Linked DNA regions of Pan troglodytes: region 1 is linked to region 2. The links are chromatin contacts, called in public HiChIP or PLAC-seq maps. All regions are on one chromosome and are shown on one strand. The core of a region is the stretch at or near the end of the contact, and the rest is flanking DNA. Distances in the headings are between cores, read along the strand shown. Region 1 holds the start of ASF1B (anti-silencing function 1B histone chaperone). Region 2 holds the start of NANOS3 (nanos C2HC-type zinc finger 3).

The links. HiChIP or PLAC-seq counts read pairs in DNA pulled down with a chosen protein or histone mark.
Region 1: a contact with region 2 is called in an H3K4me3 HiChIP or PLAC-seq map of stem cell-derived excitatory neurons, with 8 times the contacts expected there. The contact joins the promoter of ASF1B here to the promoter of NANOS3 in region 2. A contact is called at or near these places in 1 of 7 Hi-C or Micro-C datasets (stem cell-derived neural progenitor cells) and 1 of 1 datasets of contacts at active chromatin or transcription factors (stem cell-derived excitatory neurons).

Annotation. Positions count from the first base shown.
Region 1 is chr20:16,831,407-16,836,938 of NHGRI_mPanTro3-v2.0_pri, forward strand. It overlaps ASF1B (anti-silencing function 1B histone chaperone), which reads right to left and starts at 1,287. Exons shown (of 4, transcript NM_001289426.1): 1 at 1,018-1,287. The coding sequence starts at 1,126.
Region 2 is chr20:16,564,839-16,570,060 of NHGRI_mPanTro3-v2.0_pri, forward strand. It overlaps NANOS3 (nanos C2HC-type zinc finger 3), which reads left to right and starts at 3,938. Exons shown (of 2, transcript XM_001171060.7): 1 at 3,938-5,222. MIR181C (microRNA mir-181c) reads left to right here and starts at 3,851; the gene lies at 3,851-3,960. MIR181D (microRNA mir-181d) reads left to right here and starts at 4,028; the gene lies at 4,028-4,163.

The DNA of each region.
Region 1 (5,532 bases), core at 37-2,536, 260 kb after region 2:
TAATGCCTGCCTGGCTATGCCACCCCTCGGATCTCAGTGTGTTTATCCAAGCCCACAGAGAAAGGTGGGGAAGGGGAGCTGGGGAGACCAAGTTCCCCTCAAAGACGGTAGCATCCTTTCCCAGGGAGAGCTCAAGCATAGGGGGGTTGGGCCCCAACGAAGGAGAGAAACCAGGTTCCAGGGTATGTGCATTGGGGCAGAAAAGCAGCAGCAACTGGTGGGCGTGGGGTTATTGAAATATTGGCAGGTTGGGGAGGGGACTGGTGGGACACAAATGGGAAGATGGGGGTGAGAGAGGTCCTGAAAAGGGGTTGAGGGGTTTTCACAGGAAAAAAAGGTTACTGGAGGGGAGGGTCTTCACGGCAAGGAGAGAAAGGAGCTTGGGTGAGAGGTCTCCATAGGGAAAATAGGAGATGGCTGGGATTTCCCCTCCGGGAAAATGGGAAGGGGCTGGATATTGGGGGTCTCCAGAGGGAAAATGGGAGGTGTGAGTATCTCACTACAGGAAAGAGGGAATAAGTGGGCAAAAATGGGTGGGTGGTTGAAGCGGGGGTCTTGCCACAGGGAAACCACGGTGGCTGAAGATCTCCGTGGGTTAAGAAATGGAGGCCGAGAAGGTCTCCCCATGAAAACGGGTACCTAGGAAGAGCTCCAGAGAAAAAAGATGGATGAGGTTCCCCACGCGGGAAATGGGGCTTGGAGGGGGTTAATCTCTATGGGGAGGTCGGGGCGGGCAGTGGGGGAAGAGGTCACGGGGAGGTCCGAGTTAGCTGGCGGGGGGTCTCCACCCGGGAGGTCAAGGCGGGCAGTGGGGGAGGTCACGGGGAGGTCCGTGTTGGCTGGTGGCGGGGGGTCTCCACCGGGAGATCCGGTTGACTGGCGGGCTGGGGGAGATCGGGGTTGGCGGAAGGGGGACGAGGGGTTTCATGGGGGAGATCAAGTTGGCCATGGGAGCGGTTCTCTGGGGAGGCCGGGGTCGGCCCGGGGGTGGGGGTCCCCGCACAGGCCCAGCCTCACCGTCCGCCAGGGCTTCACTGCACTCGAAGCTGATCTCGAACCGGAAGGGGCTGTGGAAAGGGCTCGGGTTCTCCAGGACCGCCACGTTCAGCACCGACACCTTGGCCATCGCCTCGCCTCGCCGCGCCGCAGCAGGGGCAGGGGCTGTGGCTGTGGCGGAGACCGCGCCTGGGTCCGGTGGGGGTCAGTGGGGTAGAGCTGACCAGGTCCACTCCCGCCTCTTCTCTCCGCGAACTGAAGTGCGCACCTAGTCCGCGCGCCGCCTTCAAATAGCCGGCCTCCGCCCTCTGGCCAATCACCGCCAACGCTCCCTGGCGGCGCGCGCACCCCCTCAGCCAGTCCTGGAGCGCCGATCGGGGCGCGCCCAGACTCCCCGGACCAATCAGCGGAGCTCCCTCTCCGCAGCGTGTGAGGAGGGCGAAACTATCTCCAAGCTTCTTAGCGTGTCCGCTGGGAACCAATCCCCAGCGTCTCCGACTTGGATGTCAACGGCGGGAATGGACGGAGTCACAGCGCCGGCCCCCTTCTGGCCAATCCTGAGGGTTCCCGCACCGGCGTGGCCCGCCCCTCGCCTCGCTTTTCCGGGAGATGCATCCCGTAGCGCGCAGCGCCGCCAACCGCCGAGCGGTGGCGCGCGGCGCTCGCTAAAGAAGGCGGGAAGGGCGGTGCTCGCACCCGAAGTGATTGGCAGGAGGGAGTGGGGCGGAGATAAAGAGGGTTTTCTGAGAGTTTATTGGCTGGATTGGTAATGGCGGCGGGAGCAGAAGGAGGCTCAGCTGGGGATTCGCTGGAGAGAAGCGGAAGTCGAGCGCCACCGCGGTGTTGGCGAGTGTGAAGAGAGAGGAGGAGCGTTTGCGGACTCAGCGTCTGTCAACAGGTGAGCGTTTCCTGGAGCTTTTCTGAGTGGCTCCTGACCCTTGAGGTCCAGCGACCCGGGAGTCCGTTGTGAACGTTGCGAACGTTCGGAGTGGCGGTCACGAGGCGCGCTCGGACCTCGGGAATCCGGCCGGGTTCGGATCCCGCTTTCGTCCCCGAGGGGTTCGGATCCCGCTTTCGCCCCCGAGGGGTTCGGATCCCGCTTTCGCCCCCGAGGGGTTCGATCCCGCTCTCGCCCCCGAGGGGTTTGGATCCCGCTCTCGCCCCCTCGAGGGCTCTTGGGAGGTTTCAAGAGGACGGTACTGAAAATGGGAGTTCCAGTTCGGGGGCAGACCAGTGTTCAGAGTCCGGGCTCTGCTACTCAGCGCCCGAGGCAGCGCCTCCCCATTCAACGGGGGCCGTGGCAATTCCCTGACATGATTCATGACCACATAATACATCCGGAAACTTCTCTCCACCGCCTCCCGTCTGGGCCGTCGCCCCCGGCCTGGGAGACTCCAGGTCTCAGAGTCTCTGCCCCCACGGGCGATCAGCGCTGCCCAGTGGAAAAATAATGCCAGCCGCGCACCAAAATTAGGTGTAAAATTAACATTTTTTGGAAGCCACTTTTTTTTTTTTTTGAGATGGAATCTCGCGCTGTCACTCAGGCTGGAGTGCAATGGCGCGATCTCGGCTCACTGCAACCTCTACCTCCCGGGTTCAAGCGATTCTCCTGCCTCAGCCTCCTGAGTAGCTGGGATTACAGGTGCCCACCACCACAACCAGCTAATTTTTTTTCTGTATTTTCAGTAGAGACGGGGTTTCACCATGTTGGCCAGGCTGGTCTCGAACTCCTGACCTCAAGTGATCCGCCCGCCTCAGCCTTCCAGAGTGCTGGGATTACAAGCGTGAGCCACTGTGCCCGGCCATATCTTTTTTTTTATTATTTGTAATTTTAGAGGCTGGTCATGGAGGATTTCTTGAGGCCAGGAGTTCAAGATCAGCCTGGGCAACATAACAAGACCTCATATCTACAAAAAATAAAAGAATAAGCCAGGTGTGGTAGTGCATACCTGTAGTGTCTGCTACTCCTGAAGCTGAGGCAGGAGGATCTCTTGAGCCCAGGATGCTCCAGCCACTGCACTCCAGCCTGAGTGTCAGAGTGAGACCCTGTCTCTAAAAATTAAAATTAAATTTTAAAAAAGAAAGTTCAGTTTAGCTGTCTTGATAGCCACAGTTGAGTGCTCCTGAGCCCGTGTGACAAGTGGCTCCTGTATTACTGGACAGCGAAGGTCAGAAACACATTTGACCAGGTCACTTCTCCGGATGAGAGCATTGTCTTTGAAACTCTATGCTTTGTCTCCTGTTAACCACCCAGCTCCAACTTCAAACCAGGCTAAGTAACCCTCTTTTTGTTAAAATTCTGAGAAGCCACTCCCAGTGCAAAGCCTCTGCCCAGAACCTCTTCTCCTAGGCTCTTGGCATGGCTTATGCCTTCTTGTCATTCAAGTCTCTGTTCAAATGTCCTCTCCCCAGAGAGGCCTTTCTAAGGGTGCTCTGGACAGCGTTCAAACTCACAGGCCGTACACCTGAACAGCACTGAGCCAAGGCACTAGTATTTCTTACCCAGTCACCTCTGTGGGCTTACTAGGACTCACTCACTGTGCTAGTATGTTTTCCTTTTCCTTTTCTTTTTAAACAATCCAGTTCCTGTGGGATTTTTTTTTTTTTTTAATAGCGGTCTGTTGCCCAGGCTGGAGTGCAAGTGGCATAATCGTGGCTCACTATAACCTGGAACTCTTGGGCTCAAGTGATCCTCCCACCTCAGCCTCCCAAGTGGCTGGGATCACCAGTGCGTGCCACCATGCCTAATTTGTTTTATTTTATTTTATTTTATTTTTTTTTTTGAGAGGGAGTCTTGCTCTGTCACTCAGGCTGGAATGCAGTGGCGCAATCTCAGCTCACTGCAACCTCCTGCTTCCAGCTTCAAGCGATTCTCCCACCTCAGCCTCCCGAGTAGCTGGGACTACAGGCACACGCTACCTTACCCGGCTAATTTTTGTATTTTTAGTAAAGATGGGGTTTCACTGTGTTGGCCGGGCTGGTCTCAAACTCCTGACCTCAGGTGATCCACTCACCTCGGCCGCCCAAAGTGCTGAGATTACAGGCATGAGCCACCGTGCCCTGCCTCTTTTACTTTTTAAATTTTTTGTAGAGACAGGGTCTCGCTGTTGCCCAGGCTGGTCTTGAAACTCCTGGCCTCAAGCAGTCCACCTATCTTGTCCTTAAGTGCTGGGATTACAGCGCCTAGCCCATTTTTGGTATCTACATCTCACATTAAGTTAAGAAAAATTCTTTTTAGCTGTTAAAAAATCGAAAGCTTTGTTTTTATTCTTTTGAAATTATTTGGCTTCAAGGAAACTCACATTTATGATTCGCTTGATTTCTTGGCAATCATTGCATACTTAGGGATATTTGTGATTTGAGAAAATCTAATTTCCAAATGTAATTCGATTGCTTATGAATACTAAATTTAATGATTAATGCAGTTGTCATGATGTCACATTTCTAGATGCTTAATTAAACATTTATTCATTCCAACTTTATAGTTTTCTCTTTGCATTGTGGAACTTTTTTCCCTTTATCCCTGTCCCTGACCTTTTCGTAGCCCCTGAGAAGCTCATGAGCCACCAGCATTATTTCCGTGGCGCTAATGAAGAATGTGGCCCTGTCTATGATGCATTCTCCTTACAGCTGGCTGAATGATCTTCACTTGTAAACCAGATCATGTCATTACTCTGCTTAAAACCTTCAGAGGCTTATCCTACTTAGAATGAAACCTAAGATCTTTCCTATGGCTTAGGCGGCCCTGCGTGGTGGCCTCAGCTGACCTCTCAGGCCTCATCTACCATTCTTCCTCTTGTCACCGCTCTCAAGCCCAGCTGGCTTTATTTCCCTTCTTTCAACACACCCAGCTTATTTCTGCCGCAGGGCTTTGCACTTGCCATTCCCTCTGCCTGGAATGTGCTTCCTCCAGATAATTGCATGGCTGTCTCATTCCCTTCGCTTGTGGTTCAGCTCAAATGTCCTCTGAAAGAAGACTTCCCAAAGTACCCTATTTAAAGTAGCACTTTCTTGGCCGGGCGCGGTGGCTCATGCCTGTAATCCCAGCACTTTGGGAGGCCAAGGCGGGTGGATCACGAGGTCAGGAGATCGAGACCATCCTGGCTAACACGGTGAAACCGCATCTCTACTAAAAATACAAAAAATTAGCTGGGCGTGGTGGCGGGCGCCTGTAGTCCCAGCTACTTGGGAGGCTGAGGCAGGTGAATCGCTTGAATCTGAGAGGCGGGGGTTGCAGTGAGCTGAGATCGTGCCTCTGCAATCCAGCCTGGGTGACAGAGCAAGACTCCGTCTCAAAAAAAATAAATAAATAAATAAAGTAACTTTTTCTTAATCACATCACCCAGTTTTATGATCTTAGTAACGCATATCAGAATTTGTACTTATTTTCGGGTGGGCATGGTGGCTCACACCTATAATCCCAGCACTTTAGGAGGCCAAGGCGGGCCGGTCACTTGAGGTCAGGAGTTCGAGACCAGCCTGGCCAACATGGCAAAACCCCGTTTCTACTAAAAAAAAAAATACTAAATAAATAAA
Region 2 (5,222 bases), core at 2,688-5,187:
TCGGCCTCCCAAAGTGCTGGGATTACAGGAATGAGCCACCGTGCCCGGCTCATAACGTGGCTTTTAGAGGGCCGTCCCTCACACCCCACTTATCCCCAGCTCCCCTGCCCAGAAAGACCCTCCCAGCTGCACTGGTGTCAGGTGAGGGGTCCCAGGAACTAAGGATAAAGAAGAAGCAAAATGAAGGCCCTGAAAGACACCCCTACCCCCCATGCACAGAGGCTCAGGGTCACAAGCAGGAGGAGACAGCTTGTCACCTCCCACTCTGAGGGACTTCAAAGTCAAACCAGCAGACAGCTGCAACCAGACAAGCAGGGCAGGGCTGCAGACTCCCTCAGGGGACAGGAGGGGACAGGTATCACAGTCACCAGTCACAGACGGGAGATGGAGATGGGGGGTAAACAGCTAGACACATACAGGCAGATCCAGACAGTTTGAGGCAGGTGCACGGGCTGGGCAGGAGACCCAGATCGAGAACAGATGTGTGAGGGGCATAGTCTGACCCAGACAGACGACCCTGGGATGACCAAGAGACAGGTGGACCCAGATGGACACTGAGGGCCGGAAGCCTGCACGGACCACAGGCAAAGAAGAGAGATAGTCAGACCCAGGATTGGGGCTGCCGGCCTCCTGTCGCCCCAGCCCCAGCTTCCTGGCCTTCAAGACCAGACCCCTCTTCCACTGTGGTCTTGTGTCTTGTCTTAGGGATAAACCTTACAGGGAACAACCTCCTTGGCAGTTCAAGGCCAAAGCCCTCAGAGGGAGGAGTGGGAGGCAGAAAGGACACACAGGAGGTGTCTGGGGAACCCCCTCCAACATAGCCAGAATGTCTCCGGCCTGATGACCCCCCGCCCCCAACATTACAGCTGTTCACAGTCATCAAGAAGAAAGATTCCTGTGGGACGAGGTGGCTCATGCCTGTAATCCCAGAACTTTGGGAGGCCCAGGAGTTCGCGACCAGCCTGGGCAACATAGTGAGATCTCATCTCTACAAAACTTTTTTTAATTTGTTTGTTTTTGTTTTAAGTTAGCCAGGCCAGGCACCTGTGATCCCAGCTACTTGGGAAGCTAAGGTGGGAGGATTGGTTGAGGCTGGGAGGTCGAGGCTGCAGTGAGCTGTGATTGCGCCACTGCACTCCAGCCTGGGCAACAGAGCGAGACCCCGTCTCAAAACAAAACAAAACAAAACAACAACAGCAACAAAAAAGAGAGAGAATAAAGATTTTTCTTTTTTAAAGAAACGGGGTTTTAAAGAACCACTGCTGGGTGCCGTGGTTCATGCCTGTAATCCCAGCACTTTGGGAGGCCCAGGAGTTGGAGACCAACCTGGCCAACATAGTGAAACCCTGTCTCTACTCAAAATACAAAAATTAGCTGGCCATAGTGGCAGGTGCCTGTAGTCCCAGCTACTCAGGAGGCTGAGGCAGAAGAACTGCTTGAACCCAGGAGATGGAAATTGCAGTGGGCAGAGATCGCGCCACTGCACTCCAGCCTGGGTGACAGAGCAAGACTCCATCTCAAAAAAAAAAAAAAAAAAAAGAGAGAGAGAGATGGGGGTCTCACTGTGTTTTCCAGGCTAGTCTCAACTTCTGGGCTCCAGCCATCCTCCTGCCTCCCAACTAGCTGGGACTACAGACAAGAACCAAGCTTTTGAGGAACCTTGAGAGTTCTGGACTAACAGAGCCACTTACCTTCCCAGTCCACAAAATGGGTATATCCTGCTCACAGCGTGATGAATGTAGCGTTATCATCAGTAATGTAATTATTAACACCTGTGCTCCCAACTCACTCTCCTTCCCAAGTCCTAGGCGTTCTCCTCCTTAGAATGATGATCTACAAGGCAGGGGACCGGCCACCTCCCTCGGAAGGGCCTGGACACCTGGGGTGGAGGTGGCGGATAAAGAGAAGCCGATCAGGCCCCCCCACTCCACAGCCTGAATGGGAGGATCTGCTGGACGTGGCGGATGAGCTGCGAGAGAGGGCGCCCCACTCCAGCTCCAGACAGAGGGGTGGGAACGTGACCCCGACCCGGGGCGGGTGAGAGGGCGGGCTCTGGGGAAAGGGCTCTAGAAGGTGCCGGGAGGCGGGAGGGGGGCTTCGGGAGGGCGAGTTAGCCGGGATCGGGCTTGAGGGGGCCTACGAAGTTCGGTTTGGGGGCGTGCCCGGTCGGGGCGGACCTTAGTGGGGGGCTGGGCTTCGTGGGGGCAGGACGCAGTCCCGGGGCGTCTATAGAGCAGGCTTTTGTGGAGGGCTCTAAGGGGGCGGGCCCTAAGGGAGCTGGGCTCTTTGAGGACTGGCTTAGGGGCTTGGCGGCTCCGTGGGAGTCTATATGGGCGGGTTTTAGAGGGAGTGTGTTCTGGGGAACAGGTCAAAAGCGACGGGGCTCTAAGGGGCAGGGCCTGGGCTGGGGCCTTGGCTGGTGGCTCCAGACTGTGGGTGGGGCTCTCGGGGGCGGGGCTCTCGGGGGCGCGTCCTCGGGGGCTGGGCCGGGTCCCGTCGCCACCACCGTGAGGGGTGTGGTGGGGGGGGTGGTTCACGCAGCTCGGCACACTTGGGGGTCCCTCATCTACCTTGGGGTTATGCCAGGCGGTTATTTTGGGCCTCAGTATTCCCCTCGGTGAAATGCCAGGGGCCAGGAAATTACTTATTTTTTTGCGACGACGGGGTCTCGTCCTGTCACCCAGGCTGGAATACAGTGGCGCGATCACGGCTCACTGCAGCCTCGAGCCTCGAACTCTTGGGGTCCAAGCGATCCTCCCATCTCAGACTCCTAAGTAGCTAAGACTACAGGCTCACTACACCACACCCAGCTAATTTTTTTGTAGGGACAGGTATCTCGCTATGTTGCTCAGGCTGGTCTCCATCTCCTGGGCTCAAAAGATCCTCCCGCCTCAGCCTCCCAAAATACTGAATTACAGGCCTGAGCCGCAGCACCCGGCTAGGCCGTCCGCAGACCCAGGTCAGGGGCGAAGGCGCGCTCGCCCATCCCTGGTCGTCACTGCTTGGCTTGCGGGGGGTGGGAGATAGGGGTGCGTACCTGTAGGCCTGGGGGCACCCGGGGCGGGGGGTTGGTCGCCGAACTCTGTGCGATCACTGGAGGAAGGGACTGGGGGTCATTTGAGGGATGAGGAAATGGAGAGGGGGCGCCGCAGCCGGTTTTGAGGCCCAAGGGGCAGCCCCCACGTGGCTGCGCGGACTCCCTCCGGAAGTGCCCGAGTTCAGATGCTGTGTGACCGCGCACGCGGGGCGAGCGACGCCCTCTCTGAACCTCCTGCCTCTTCCCTGTCTAGTGGGGCCCCAGTGCACTTGTAAAGTGGAGAGACCTGACGACCCCCCACCCCCAAGCGCTCCACTCACGCTGTTGTGATTCCTAAACCATCGTGCCCGGAACTCAGTGAAGCTCCCAGAACGTATTACATTGTATTAAAATGGCTTGTTTATCTCCACGTTGCATCAATGCCCTCGGGGCCAGGATCCTCCGTTGCCAGACTTCCCGGGAACACTTGGAATGCCTCCTCCACCTCGGACTAGCAGTGGCCTTTGGCCTCAGTCTCCCCAGTTGACAAAGGGGGGTAATCTGCACCTCCAGGATCACTTTGTGAATTACTTAAGGAGCGGGCTTGAGGCCAGCACTCCCCTGCACTGCTACATCTCCATCCCCATAGCAAAGGCTACATTTTATTTACTATCATTTATATTTGCCTTGTGTTTTTCCCAGATCTAGGTGCAAACAGCACCTGAAAAGCGTTTGTTTATTTCATGAGAGAAAAGGGGTTCCTTACTCTCTCCTCCTCTCCCTCTTCATGCTCTCTGGTTCCCTGCCACCTACCCCACCCCCGACTCCAGGTCCCGGAAAATTTGCCAAGGGTTTGGGGGAACATTCAACCTGTCGGTGAGTTTGGGCAGCTCAGGCAAACCATCGACCGTTGAGTGGACCCTGAGGCCTGGAATTGCCATCCTCCTGCCGGTGACTCTGACCTTCCAGATCTAGGGGGGCCTGGGGAGCCCCCAATCCAGCCTGGGCACGTCCCCTCCCCTAGGCCACAGCCGAGGTCACAATCAACATTCATTGTTGTCGGTGGGTTGTGAGGACCGAGGCCAGACCCACCGGGGGATGAATGTCACTGTGGCTGGGCCAGACATGGCTTAAGGGGAATGGGGACTGGGGACAGGACCCCCCACCGCCACAGTCACTCAGCCTGTTTTTTGCCCTGACCCCAACCACTCCTCTTTGGAGAGGAGAGCTGGTGTCTGGAATCTGGATGGACTCTGGCTGGATTTGGGATTAAATATTAGAGGGTTGGGGGTAAACAGGCTGGGGCAGGGCAGCTAAAATCCCCCCCCACTTTTTGTTTTTAAGACAGAGTCTCACTCTGTTGCCTAGGCTGGAGTGCAGTGGCCCAATCTCAGCTCACTGCAACCTCTGCCTCCAGGGTTTGAGTGATTCTCTGGCCTCAGCCTCCCAAGTAGCTGGGATTACAGGCATCTGCCACCACGGTGGGCTAATTTTTGTATTTTTAGTAGAGACGAGATTTCACTGTGTTGGCCAGGCTGGTCTCAAACTCCTGACCTCAAGTAATCCTCCCACCTCGGCCTCCCAAAGTGCTGGGATTACAGGCATTAGCCACCTTGCCTGGCCTAAAACCCCTTTCTGAAATGTGGGTGGTAAGTTCTGCTCCGTGGAGTGCTCCATAGTTTTTTTAAATTAGAGACAGGATCTCGCTCTTGTCACCCAGGCTGGAGTGCAATGGTGTGACCTTAGCTCACTGCAGCCTCTAATAACTGGAGTCAAGCGTTGATCCTCCCGCCTCAGCCTCCCCAGTAGCCGGAACCACGGGCACGCGCCACCACACCCAGCTTATTTCGAAAAAGTGTTTTTGTAGGAACAGGGTCTCAAAACGTTGCCCAGGCTGGTCTCCAACTCCTAGGTTCAAGCAATCCTCCTCGGCCTCTCAAAATGAGCCACAGTGCCTGGCCAATAAAAGTTTCTTAAATGAATGGATGGGTGGATGAGCTGTGTAAGCGGCACAGCGTCTCTCCTGTGTCCAAGTCCTGAGCACACCCTACCCTCCTGGGACTGAGCTCAGATCTCATCTGGGGGAGGACATTGAAGACCTGTAGGTACTAGGGGTCCCCTCCTAACAGCCCAACTTGGTATCCCCCACCTCCCAACTCCAGAGGGTTCTTTCTCACCCCTCTGCAGCCCCCGCCAGGAAAGGGCT